3 separate regions of the Mus musculus genome follow, and regions 1 and 2 are each linked to region 3. Evidence: chromatin contacts called from public capture Hi-C and promoter capture Hi-C data. All regions are on one chromosome and are shown on one strand. Each heading gives the region's core, a stretch centred on a gene start, on an enhancer-like site or on the middle of the called end of the contact. The rest is flanking DNA. Distances are from core to core; before and after follow the strand shown.

The links. Capture Hi-C pulls out chosen DNA fragments and counts their contacts.
Region 1: a contact with region 3 is called in a promoter capture Hi-C map of adipose tissue. The contact joins the promoter of Rnf128 here to the promoter of Radx in region 3. A contact is called at or near these places in 4 of 39 promoter capture datasets (the 3T3-L1 cell line, hippocampal neurons and liver), 5 of 484 Hi-C or Micro-C datasets (the G1E-ER4 cell line, embryonic fibroblasts, group 2 innate lymphoid cells and 2 more), 6 of 115 datasets of contacts at active chromatin or transcription factors (bone marrow-derived dendritic cells, bone marrow-derived macrophages, embryonic stem cells and 2 more) and 3 of 9 other capture datasets (adipose tissue, macrophages and pancreatic islet).
Region 2: a contact with region 3 is called in a capture Hi-C map of macrophages, with 4 times the contacts expected there. The contact joins the promoter of Tbc1d8b here to the promoter of Radx in region 3. A contact is called at or near these places in 18 of 39 promoter capture datasets (the 3T3-L1 cell line, 3T3-L1-derived adipocytes, HPC-7-derived erythroid cells and 10 more), 1 of 484 Hi-C or Micro-C datasets (trophoblast stem cells), 3 of 115 datasets of contacts at active chromatin or transcription factors (embryonic stem cells, fetal liver and stem cell-derived neural progenitor cells) and 4 of 9 other capture datasets (adipose tissue, liver, macrophages and 1 more).

The regions. Positions count from the first base shown.
Region 1 is chrX:139,608,351-139,612,316 of GRCm38.p6, forward strand. It overlaps Rnf128 (ring finger protein 128), which reads left to right and starts at 2,270. Exons shown (of 7, transcript NM_023270.5): 1 at 2,270-2,939. The coding sequence starts at 2,456.
Region 2 is chrX:139,683,321-139,687,536 of GRCm38.p6, forward strand. Tbc1d8b (TBC1 domain family, member 8B) reads left to right here and starts at 1,676. Exons shown (of 21, transcript NM_001081499.2): 1 at 1,676-1,990. The coding sequence starts at 1,861.
Region 3 is chrX:139,477,929-139,482,032 of GRCm38.p6, forward strand. Radx (RPA1 related single stranded DNA binding protein, X-linked) reads left to right here and starts at 2,439. Exons shown (of 14, transcript NM_175326.6): 1 at 2,439-3,210. The coding sequence starts at 2,568.

The DNA of each region.
Region 1 (3,966 bases), core at 1,020-3,519, 130 kb after region 3:
AGTCAGTACTGAAATGATCACTTCTTATCCTTTTGGTTTGTTTGTTTTTCTATTTTTCTTTTTTTTTTTCTTTTGTAAAGATTTATTTATTATATGTAAGTACACTGTAGCTGTCTCCAGACACACCAGAAGAGGGTGCCAGATCTCATTATAGATGGTTGTGAGCCACCATGTGGTTGCTGGGAATTGAACTCAGGCCATCTGGAAGAACAGATGGTGCTCCTATCCACTGAGCCATCTCTCTAGTCCACTTCTTATCCGTTGAAGTTAATTCATGAGCTTTTAGAAAGCATAACTGATATTTTATTTGACTTACATTTAGTCCATAGCATATAGTACATGCGAGGAAATACTTAAGAAATAATAAACAGAGGAAATGAATAAGCATCACTCTATATTTATTTTTGTAGATATCTTATAAAATACCTCCTTTCTTTTGATCACATTCTCTTCAAAGAACAATATAGCTGATTTTCATTCAACTATTATTGTTTAGTTTTGATTGTTCTCCATGAACAAACTCGGATAATTTCTGAAATTATACTAATACTATAGGTGGCTGGTACTATTCTTTTTTTTAGGGGTGTTATTTTAAATCTCAAAGGTTAACATCATTGACATTGAGGGTGGATATTTTTCCACTGGCCCCATACCTACTCTAAATGGCTCCTAAAGCTCCTTTTAACACTTAAGGTTCGTGTTTCACAGAATACTCACTTGTATTTTAGCTGGTCTTTGATAGATGGTGTTAATTTTCCTCTAGGTTTCTCTAGGGTCCTAAGAGTATCAAGAATAGAATAAACCTATGCTTAACCATGGGAAATACTATTAAGTAAATGCTTAGCCGAGGATTTAGAGATGAGAGTGATTGGGAATGCTGGAAATTAGACTGAACCAAAAATGTAGCTAAGACTGAATTCATAAACAGCATGGTCTCTGGTTATTACTGGGAGGTAACGACAATTGATATTGTAGAACTCCTGTGCCCCTGAACTTGTCGAGTAACAATATTTAACGTAATTTTCATACTCAGCTAAACAGCATCCTGAGTGGTTTACAGGAAGACTTTTAACCATCTGATCAACTCCATGCGCTCAATGTTTTCATTCCCATTTTACAATTTATAAACAAATCGAGGCGCAGAGAAGTAAATTCTAAAGGTTAAAAACTGTTCAGAAGCTGGGCCTGGTAGCACATGTCTTTAACTGTAATCGCAACTAAGCAAGAGGATTGCCCTAAAGTATGCCTATGGTGCTAATTTACATAGTTAACTCCAGGCTGGTTAGGACTACACAGGGAGACTCTGTCTAAAATTCAAAATCATAAATAAATTCTAAAGTGGCTGTCACCTGGTATATTAATTCAGCTTAGTTCCATGCACAGTTTTAGTGATTCCAGTAAATGTAGTCATTGATAGATAATATTGACAGAAATGTATGCTGAACTATGACTAACTCATAAACAAGAGACATGTGTGAGTTGTCCAGGTGGGCTGGCCTCATTTTAGTTGGTATCAAGAGAAGAAAGGTATTGTAGTTAAGATCATGAATCTCGCTGGAAAATCAGTTAGGTCAAACCTAATTTGTGGAAGGTGAATTAAAAAGGGGAGCTTGGCTTTGAGGTGTGTGGAGATGATAATTCTGTTGTGGTTATCAAAATTGCTTGCAAGAGGCATCTGGTGCAGTGTGTTAGCCTCGGGTAGCAAAGACACGTATAGCACTTGCTGAGATCAGGGAAAGAGAAACGTGCTGTTTGGGGCCACTAAGAAGGTAATTAAATAAAGGGAGCAATGAGGACGTGCTTTGCTTGTCCTTTCCGGGGGGGAGGGGGAGGGGGAAACAGGAAGCCTCTAACCCCAGCACTAAACACCTACTCAGAACTCACACCCTTTGGACCTGGGGCTGTTCAGAAGTACTTTCCTACCACAAAGCCCAAACTCCCCTTCAGGCAAAGGAGATGGAATTTGTGCCTTTCAAAACCAACTCCAATCCGACTCCGAACTGAAAGCTTGTAAACTGGCGCATTCTCCAGTTTCTCGGGCCGAGGATTCTTCCTAAAAAGGACAGGACACACCTGGCTGGCCAACCTCGAGTCTCTCCTGTAACGTTTCCCCATCCTGTGACCCTTTTAAGAGGCGGATCCCGCAGTGTCCTTTTCCTCTCCGCTTGCTCGCTCGCTCGCTGGCTGGCTCTCTCTCCCAGCCACCTCTACCCCCAGCCGGGTGGGCGGAGCTTCGCGCGAGCGTCCCAGAGCCCGACGAGGCCGCGGCAGTCGCGAGCGAGCATCCCTAGCGCTTGCTTGTAGGAGCTGCGTCTGCAGTAGCCTGGCCGCTGACGCTGCGTGCCGGCTGGCAGGGCAGCCTGCGACCTCGCTGGCCCCGCGCCCGCTGCTAGCCGCCGGCTCCCCACCTGGTTCGCACCTAGTCCCAGCCCGGGTCGCCTGCCGAGTGCGCGCCATGGGGCCGCCGCCCGGGATCGGGGTCTACTGCCGCGGCGGCTGCGGAGCTGCCCGGCTACTGGCTTGGTGCTTCCTTCTGGCTCTGAGTCCGCACGCGCCCGGTTCCCGGGGAGCCGAAGCCGTGTGGACCGCGTACCTCAACGTGTCCTGGCGGGTTCCGCACACCGGAGTGAACCGCACGGTGTGGGAGCTGAGCGAGGAGGGCGTGTACGGCCAGGACTCGCCGCTGGAGCCCGTCTCCGGGGTCCTGGTACCGCCCGACGGGCCCGGGGCGCTCAACGCCTGTAACCCGCACACCAATTTCACGGTGCCCACGGTTTGGGGGAGCACGGTGCAAGTATCTTGGTTGGCCCTCATCCAACGCGGTGGAGGCTGCACCTTCGCGGACAAGATCCATCTGGCTTCAGAGAGAGGGGCTTCTGGAGCGGTCATCTTTAACTTCCCTGGGACCCGCAATGAGGTCATCCCCATGTCTCACCCGGGTGAGTGCAGCTACTAATTTGCAGCTCTTCAAACCTCTACTGGTGACCAGCTTCCCCGGTTTCCTTCCCTGCTTGCCTCTCCCTGTCCCTTTGCTTGGAAAGAAAACGGGTGCCCCTTTTTTTGCCCCCACTAAGTAGAGCAGGGTCCTCCCGAGAGTCTTCAGGTGTAGGGGTTGGGTGCAAAAGAATTCTTCAGAATTTAATTTGCCTCTGGTGGAAAAGGGTAAGACAAACGGGGTGGGGTGCTTGGGGGGGGGTCGCAGAGGCTGGCACAGTTGGGGTTTTCGCTTCTTTTCCTGGTGTTTCACAAGGGTGCTTTCCTGGGATTAAGGGTGTGGGAGGGTGGGCATTGGCTTTTAAACTAGGAGGGAGAACATTGCCTGGGAATCGCTTTGCGGTATAAAAACGGATTTTTCTCTTCTCTCTGGGTTTCTCTTCACATTTCCTATGAATCAAGTACAAGATTATGTTACAGTACTCAGTTAACCTCATTGTAATTTTTTGTGGAAACTTTAGCTTAGGAGTTCTCTGCCCAGTGGTCTTGGATCCCAAGTAGTTCTTGTTATCAGTGCTTTTGTTTGTTGCCTCCTGACAAACCTGATTTAGCTTCTTGAGTTCCAAGGCAGGTGGTTAATGCTACTGAAAATAAAATAAAATAAAATAAAATAAAATAAAGGCCCATACTTTGTAAAAAGTCATCCAGGTACTTCTGAAATGTGTGGACATGGTGGGGTGACTATTTAACTCCCTTCAACTGCCCTTCCAGAAACCTCCTTTTTGTGGTTTGTGATCCTAGGACCTGAAGGACAAAGTGTGTGTGTGTGTGTGTGTGTGTGTGTGTGTGTATGTGTGTTGGTGGTGGTGGTGTGTGTGTGTGTGTTGCAGGGGAACAGGGGAGAGAAGGGAAGAGTCTAATAACAATGTTTCCTGGCTGTTGAGAGCTGGGCCTAAAGTCAGACCTTGATTCAAATGTCTGCGCTGGGGCTTCCTAGTCCTGTGACCTTGGCAACTTATCTGAACTCTGAGT
Region 2 (4,216 bases), core at 426-2,925, 200 kb after region 3:
TACAGGAATATTCATAATTGGACAATGAAAAGAATGCCATGGTATTTTAAATGTGGTTTTAGAGAAACAATTATTTGCAAAGACTTGAAGTACATTATGATCAAGACAAATTTTAGCGCAATAGACATAATTCAATTTGAAAACTGTTTTCTTTATACAATCAGTGAAGTGTTTGTTTATAAATGCAAAAGTGTTCTAAATCCCCAGCTCCAGCTCCAAGCTGGAAGTGGGCCTGATCTTAAGACAGAGTATCTGGGTAGCCCTGGCTGGGTTCAGCGTACAGAGAAGGAACCATCCAATCCTGATGCTCTTTGCCATAACTAGAACCATAAGCATACTGACGGACAATGGCGGCTGGAACTGTACAAATGAAGGAAGACAAAGGCTATCCACATTTGCTGCATTTATTGACCTTTTACTGTGAAGAAATGGAGAAACGATGTGCCTTAATACACCTTCAAAGGGTGACTTTGCGCTAGGAAACACTCTGCCTTGGGATTTTGCTTTGTTGGTGGTGGTGATGGTTGCGTTTTTCTTCCACAAAAATAAATACTTGCTTGTGACATATACCTGCTTCGCCAGAAACCGCCCAAGTCTTGGAAGATTTAGCCTGGAGACACTCCTTGGGGCAGAGTTCACTGGCTCCAGGACTCCTAGTCTGAGTGTCCCAGTCCATTGTCTTAGCCACATGGCCCTATATCTTTATTTTGAATACCTTGCCAACTTCTCAGGACCTTTTATTTGCATTCTTTCTGTAAGCCAGTTTTCACTTTCACTCTATTCTTTTCCTGTCGGGATTGAGTTATCCTAACAACAACAATAACAACAACCAGCCCTCAAATAATTCCTCACAGCAGAACTCTTTCATTTTAGTGCGTAGGCTGTTGTGCAGCATTGTCAAGGTATCAAGAAAATAGGCTGCCCTGCCCTGCAAGGAATTTCGGGTGTTTGTTTGTTTTTTAAGGTTAAAAAAAAAAAAAAGAAATACCTAAAAAGTTGGAGTAGAGATTTTTCAGCCAGTAGTCAAATAAACAGAGGCAGCATGGGGGAAGGGATAATCGCAAGTGTGTGTGTGTGAAGAAGTGTTTTCTGAGATTTACATTCTTCTGGTATGAATGGACAGAATTTAATTTAGGCAAGGCTTTTGAATAACAAGTCTATTCACCCACTGTGAGAGCGTGGGTAAGTAACTTCGCTTGCTAGCGCTTAGCGAGCAAAGCGGAGGATCCACTTTGAAAGATTTCCCTGAGGATTACCTGAGAAATCACCTACTACCTAATAGGCGCAAAGTAAATGGAAGTTGCTGCAGGCTACTGCTTCCTGGATGGGCCATTACTCAAAAATGCCGGAAACTTTGTTTTCAACAAACTAGTCCTCTCACTATAAAAGAACTAGGAACACTGCTGTCATACACGGGGTTAGCTTATTTGAAGCAAAAAGACAAAAGAAAACCCTCTTTAACTTTACACAGGCTAAACTCACTTAACTGGTGGCGGGAGCGCCTCAAAGGCGCCCCCAACCCACCCAACTAGTAACCCAGTGCATTGTGGGAAATGTAGTCTAGGGCTATATTAGACCGGGTACGGGAAAAGTGGATAGAAAACTACAACTCCCAAGAGGAGGTGAAGCGGGGCTATTTCCCAGTCTGGCAGTAGCTCCGTGGGAGGGAGTTGGCACTCTCTCTGCCTACGTGGGAGAGAAGGCACGGTTGGGGGAAGTGTGGAAAACCTCCGGAGGCGCCGCCGCCAACGGAAGACTTGGTGGGAGGAGAAGTAGAGGGGTAAAGACAGGCTGGGAGGGTGGAGGTGAGGAGGACAAATAGGTCGCCTCCGTTCCCGAGGCGGCACAAAGTTCTTCAAGATGTGGCTGAAGCCCGAGGAAGTGCTGTTGAAAAATGCGCTGAAGCTGTGGCTGATGGAAAGATCCAACGAGTACTTTGTCCTGCAAAGGCGTCGAGGCTACGGGGAAGAAGGAGGAGGGGGACTTACAGGTAAGAGGTTGTGGCCAGCTACACCTGCGTTAGGGCTGGGTCCGCTGTCACTGAATAGGTGGCAAGGCAAACAGTTACTCGTCGCTGCCCGCTGCCTCATCTTAAACCCAGGGCGACTGACTGGGGAATTCTGCTCCCGCCACCACCTTTCCTCTGCTACCACCGCGTCCTGACTGTCTTGCACAGGACTCCCAGTTGCTCTTTGGGTCTTACCGCGATAGGAGAAGCTAAGGGGGTTTCCAGTACCTGATGGGTCGCTTCCCATGGCGAAGGGGGCTGATGGGCAGTGCAGTGCGCTAGCTAGACTAGTCCCGTTAAGACAGGCGAGGAGAGCGGGTTCGCGGGTGTGGACTTAACTTTTTTTCCAAAACCTATACAAATAATCACCACCCTAGGGAGTGAGTGCGAGTGTGTGAGGGGCATTGCTAGGACATGGGAATCCTAAGGAGAACGAAGTGCCCCAATCACACCTTGAGAGAGAGGCTGCAAGTGAGATTTGGGTCGGGGCATGGGGCTGCTTGATGCTGGGGAAGTGAAGGAGTAGCCCTCAGAATTACTCACCTCCTCTCAGTTTCGCGTCTTTTGCTATATCCAAGTTTTCAACCCTTGGAATCCCTGTATTCTTCTAAGAGTACATTTCTCTCCAGTGAGTTTGGCTCTGCCCCTTCTTTCAAAGATGTGTAAACCAAACCAATTAAACAAGAAGGAGACTCAACTCTTCTAAGCCAGTCTCCCACAGTTGTTAATCTTAATTCAAAACTGGTCCATGTCTGAAGATTACAAAGAAGGCTGTTTTTAGATCCTTAGTCTTCCATAGGGGCTTTTTACAAATTTGGACCTTGGAGAGACAAGAGCTGTTTTTCATGGTAATTCTTAGTTTGGTATTAGGGCTTTGAAGTGGTGGAGCAGCTTAATTTGGGGAGGGTGATGTAGAGGGAAGAAGCAAAAATCTGACCACCTGAATTTTGATCATATCCTTACCTCTTGCCTGTTGGATGGCATTGATCAAATTCTTTCATATATGCAATCTTTTTTTTTTATGGTGGGTTTAAACTGCTTTTCTCTTCTGAGATTCTTTTTTTATTGATCATTTTATTTGTTTACATTTCAAATGTTATCCCCCTTCCTGGTTTCCCCTCCACACCCCCTTATCCCATATCTCCCTGCCCCCCTCCTCTTTGCCTCTATGAGGGTGCTCCTTCAACCAATCACCCACTCCTGCCTTACCACTCTTGATTCCACCTATGATGGGGTATAAAGTCTCATATATGCAATCTTAAGGTACCACTTTGTGCTAGAATTATAATTTTGGTCACTGCCTTTAAAGTGCTGGGTTGAGAGAGGAGGGTGGAAGTAGACTAGGAAGATTAACTAGTTTACTAGAAAAAAATAGAATCAGAACCAAAGGACTACTGAAGGGTTGAAGGAAGAAGTTTCGTGGCTTATGTGACATTGATCTTCTTTGGCTAAAAAGAATGGTGCTTACTCTATGGAGATATGCGTGTAAACTGTAAGATAATGTTCATAAAGGTATGTTTATGTTAAGGCGAGCCTCCTCTAATGTGGATAGAATTCATATGTCCTATGAGATATATGACTTTACAACTAACAATCATCTGACTTATCCAACTTCTAAAAAGGGCCTTCAGGCAGTATGGGAACAAAAATTGCCCCTATAATAAAAGTAGCATTTTACATTTTTTCCTGAACTTTAAAAATTACAAGTTGTTTTAGAGAAAAGTTTTCATTGAAATGACAGTTTCATTCAAATAGAAATTTCTTTTTAAAATTAATTACTTTCTTTATTTACATCCCAAATGTTGTCCTCCTCCTGGTCCCCCCTCCCAAAGTTCTTCAACCCATTCCCCCTTCACATCTGTGAGGGTCCCATCCCCCTTTCTCTGTGGTATCAAACAGGTCAATTAAAATGGATTTTCTCTTTACCCCACTCACCTCTTTTATTAGTTCCCCATTGCTAGAACACAAGGAACTTCGTCTGAAGAAATAAATGAAAATTTCTATCACTTGCAGATATGTGCTGTGATGAGTAACTTATAGTCAATTTGTATCTGCATGACTGTTTTCCTTGTGACAATAACATGCCTGAAATAACCACCAAAGTCATATAAATTTAACAAAATAACTCAAAAAGGAGCAAAGAGATATTTTAAATGTTTTTGTTGTTGTTGTTGTTCCGTTTGGTTCAGAGCAAAAGTGTATGCTGAT
Region 3 (4,104 bases), core at 1,189-3,688:
TGGATCCCCAGGTGGGACAGTCTCTGGATGGTCTGTCCTTCAGTCTCTGCTCCATTCTTTGTCTCCATATTTCCTCCTGTGAGTATTTTGTTCCCCTTTCTAAGAACTGAAGCATCCACACTTTAGTTTTCCTAATATCCACTTATCAGTGAGTGCATACCATGTGTATTCTTTTGTGACTGGGTTACCTCACTCAGGATCACTCTTCTTAAAATGCGCTCCTTAGACAGTACATCTTCTTTGGCCTTTTCTCCTACCACTCTTCCCCCTCCCCTTCTAGTCCTACCCACCTGTTTCTGTATTTTCTTGAAATTATTAGAGAATAAGCCTGCTTTATCTCGTGGAGTCTACTATTGTTGGGGTTTCTGTTGCTGTGACAAAACACCATGAAGAAAAGACAAGTTGGGGAGGACAGGGCTTGTTTGGCTTACACTTCCATATAGCTGTTCATCATCGATGGAAGCCAAGCCAAGAACTCTAACAGGGCAGGAACCTGGAGGCAGGAGCTGATCCAGAGGTCCCAGAAGAACATAGCAAGACTATACCTTGCCAACACACAAGAAACATGTGGGTGGATGGGGCTGTATCTCAATTGGCACTTGCCCAGCATAAATGAAGTCCTGTATTCTATCCCCAGACACACATAAAACTGGGGCTGGTGGTACCCACCAGTGATCACAGAAAGATGGGGAAGTCTAAAGGCTGTAGGATCGCAAGTTCATCCTCAGGTACAAGCAAATTCCTAGCCAGTCTAGAATACTTGAAACCCCGACTTTAAAATAAGGAAAAGATAGGGGGGTCTCACAGAGACTGAACCACCAACCAAAGAACATGCCAGTGATGGACCTAGATACCCCTACATTTGTAGTAGATGTTCAGCTTTGTCTTCATGTAGGTCCCCTAATAATTTGAGGGGGTCAGTCTCTGACTCTGTTGGCTGCTATTGGATCCCTTTCTCCTACCTGGACTGGTTGGGCCTCAGTGGGAGAGGATGTGATTAGTCCTGTTGGGACTAGACACCCCAGGGTGGAGAGGCTTCCAGAGAAGGGAGGGGAATATTGGGAAAGAGATGTGTAAGGACCGGACTGGAGGGAGAGGAGGGAGGGGGTGTGATTGAAATGTAATATGGATAAAAATATAAATTATGAAACAAAAGGAAAATAAATGTTTGTAGAATTACTGTTAGTCAAAATTTGACAAAGGCAGAGTTGTTCAGCCCAATCAGTGAGGAGCTTGGATGAAAGAGTGACTGTAGTCATCCCCAGTGGCCTACAATATTGCCTGCTTTGGAGTAGGACTTCATAAATGACGTATAAAGAATGATAGCATTCAAAAAATTAGTAGAAAGGAAAGCAGGACACAATCACTTTTCTTTTGTTTTTTTTTGTTTTTTGTTTTTTGAGACAGGGTTTCTCTGTATAGCCCTGGCTGTCCTGGAACTCACTCTGTAGACCAGGCTGGCCTCGAACTCAGAAATCTGCCTGCCTCTGCCTCCCACGTGCTCGGATTAAAGGCGTGCGCCACCACCACCCAGCCTGACACAATCACTTTTAACAGTTGTTCTTTAAAAAGGTAATACATTTCGTGTGTGATCACAGCCTGGGTACAATTAATAAATGTTGCATGTTTATTCTAACTCTTCTGTCCAGTGTATTCACTTTGCAGTTTTCTTTGAAATATGCTTTGTATTTAAGAAATACAATTTCTAAAGCTGTGTATTCTTTCAGTGTGCTGTGCTAAGTATTGTATAAAAAAAATAAATGATTTTAAGAAGTCTGACCTGAAGGAAGATCTTTAGCAACTCAATTCTACAATTTCTTATTTTCATGTTCACTTACTAATTCTCCCACCCTGCATTTGGGGGCTACTACAGATAATTATGCTTACGCTAATAACAATAGCAGCTAATGTTTTACTGAGAACTTTTGTGCTAGTGACTTTCCTGAAGACTGTGTATACATTATCTGATTTTGTTTATATTACAAGAGCAGAAATACCACATTTCATGCTTCTTAACTACAAAACACTAATTTACTAAATACACATGACTGTGATAACGCTAACATATTTTCTTTTGCGGACCCAAGTCCCAGCATCAGGACTACAGGAGCCTCATTTTGCCACTTCCTATTTTCCACCACCTCTTGATGCTCTCCTTTCGGGGCTGGTCAGCAGCGCTTCTTGCTCCTCCCTCTGGCAGCTGCTTTATTTAGGAAACCCTGACAACCCCCCCCCCCCAACGCTTCTCTCCTCCCATGCCCGTGCTTCCCCTCCCCTCAGATGGAGTTTAGTAGGCTAGGGAGCTTATGCCACGTGCTTCTCTCATGCATCTTCCTAGAAACATTGTCTCAAAGTCTCAAAATAGGGGCTCAAAGCACAGGCGGGAAAGCTGATGCGCAGGCGTGGAATCTTTTGAGCCTGGCTCCTGGGCGGACCCAGACCAGTCCGTGCCAACAGCTTTGCGCGGCTGTCTAGAGCGTCTTTTCTCCGGGTTTTTGAGCAGGGAAAGTAAGGTTTTTTTTTTTTTTTTTTTTTTTGGAGTGCAAGGAGTTCGCGGTTACCCCACAATGTCGGGTGAGTCGGGTCAGCCTCAGCCGGGACCCTCGCACGCTGGTCTCTACTTGGAGCACCCCGAAAGGGATCAGGCTGGGGTCCCAGGTGGAGTGATACGAAGAGCTGATAGCCAGAGGCGCAGGTCCTGGATCCAAAAGGTTATTGAGCAAATAACAGGTTCCCCTAGACAGTGTGTCACCCTCTCGGAAGTGGTGCCTGTCACTGTACTGGCTGTCCAAAGATACCTTTTAGAGGATGAGCCACGGGATACAGTGCCCAAGCCTCCCCTTTACTGCTATGATGTGACAATCTCAGACGGGGTGTACCAGGAGAAGTGCTACTTAGACCCCAGCTTAAACTTTCTCGTTTATCAAAATATTCTTAAAGTTGGCATAGAGATGAGAATTTCCAGAGTCTCGTGCCTTTACAACGAGAAAAGATTGGGCCAGGGAATCCTGTGCATAGATAAGGTCCACTGTGGGGAGTCCCTAGATGTCATTTCTGTAGAAACTCCATTTAGAAACAGAGCGCATGAGGAAAAGCCAGAGAGGCCTTTAAGAGGGGGCAAGAGTCACTACCTGGCTCTGTGGAATAACGAAGATCCGTACGGAGATATTTGGAAGACCAACAAGCAACCTGAGGAATTCAATTTTAACAGTAAGTAATTGGAGTTTAGAGGCAAGCTTTTAAAAGTTTTCGAATGACTGGCAAGGTGGCACACACCAGGAAGACCCAGCATCTAGGGGGGCTGGGGCAGGAACATTGAGAGCAAATTCCAAGGTAGTCTGAGCCTCAGAAAGACATCTTGTCTCAAAAACAAACAGCAGCGGCAATAACAGCCACAAAAACAGTTAAAGAGTTTGGAAACTCATGATAACAGAAAACAAAATGCTTCTGTTTTGTTCATTACAATCTAGGGATGGGAAGGTGGGGTTCAGAGCAGTGAAACAGTCTTAACTTCAAGCAGCCTGTGTCCTCTTGGTTTGATTGCAAAGTGCCTTGACATCCCTGACTGTGATTTAAACTTAGGGTAGCAGAAAGATTGGGGACGTTGTTCTCAGGACTCCTCCTGTGATGTGTACACACACACACACACACACACACACACACACACACACACACGGTTTGAATTAATATTAGTTTCAGTCCTATTTCAATTATGATAAATGTGTAGGTTGAAGAGTGTATTGACTTCTATTTTACATAAACACGAAATATTTCCCACATTGTATGTTTTAGCATTTAACATTGGTGCAAAGGGATGTTCGGTTTAGTCAATTCATATTATTCAATTCATTTATGCCACTGAATGTAAAACCCGTGGAAGTGGTTTTTTTTTTTTTTTTTTTGAAGGTGTGATGACTGTAGAAAGGCTTTAAGTGATCATTTTTCTTGATACAGGAAGTTCATATTTCCTGTATCAGAAGTAGGAAGTCAGCCAGAAAATGGAAGTTGGTCATCAATAAACGCTCTTTTTAGTTTAAGACATGTAATTAAGACAGACGATAACACTACAAGCTGAACACATAAGAAATGGGAGTGGAAATGCCA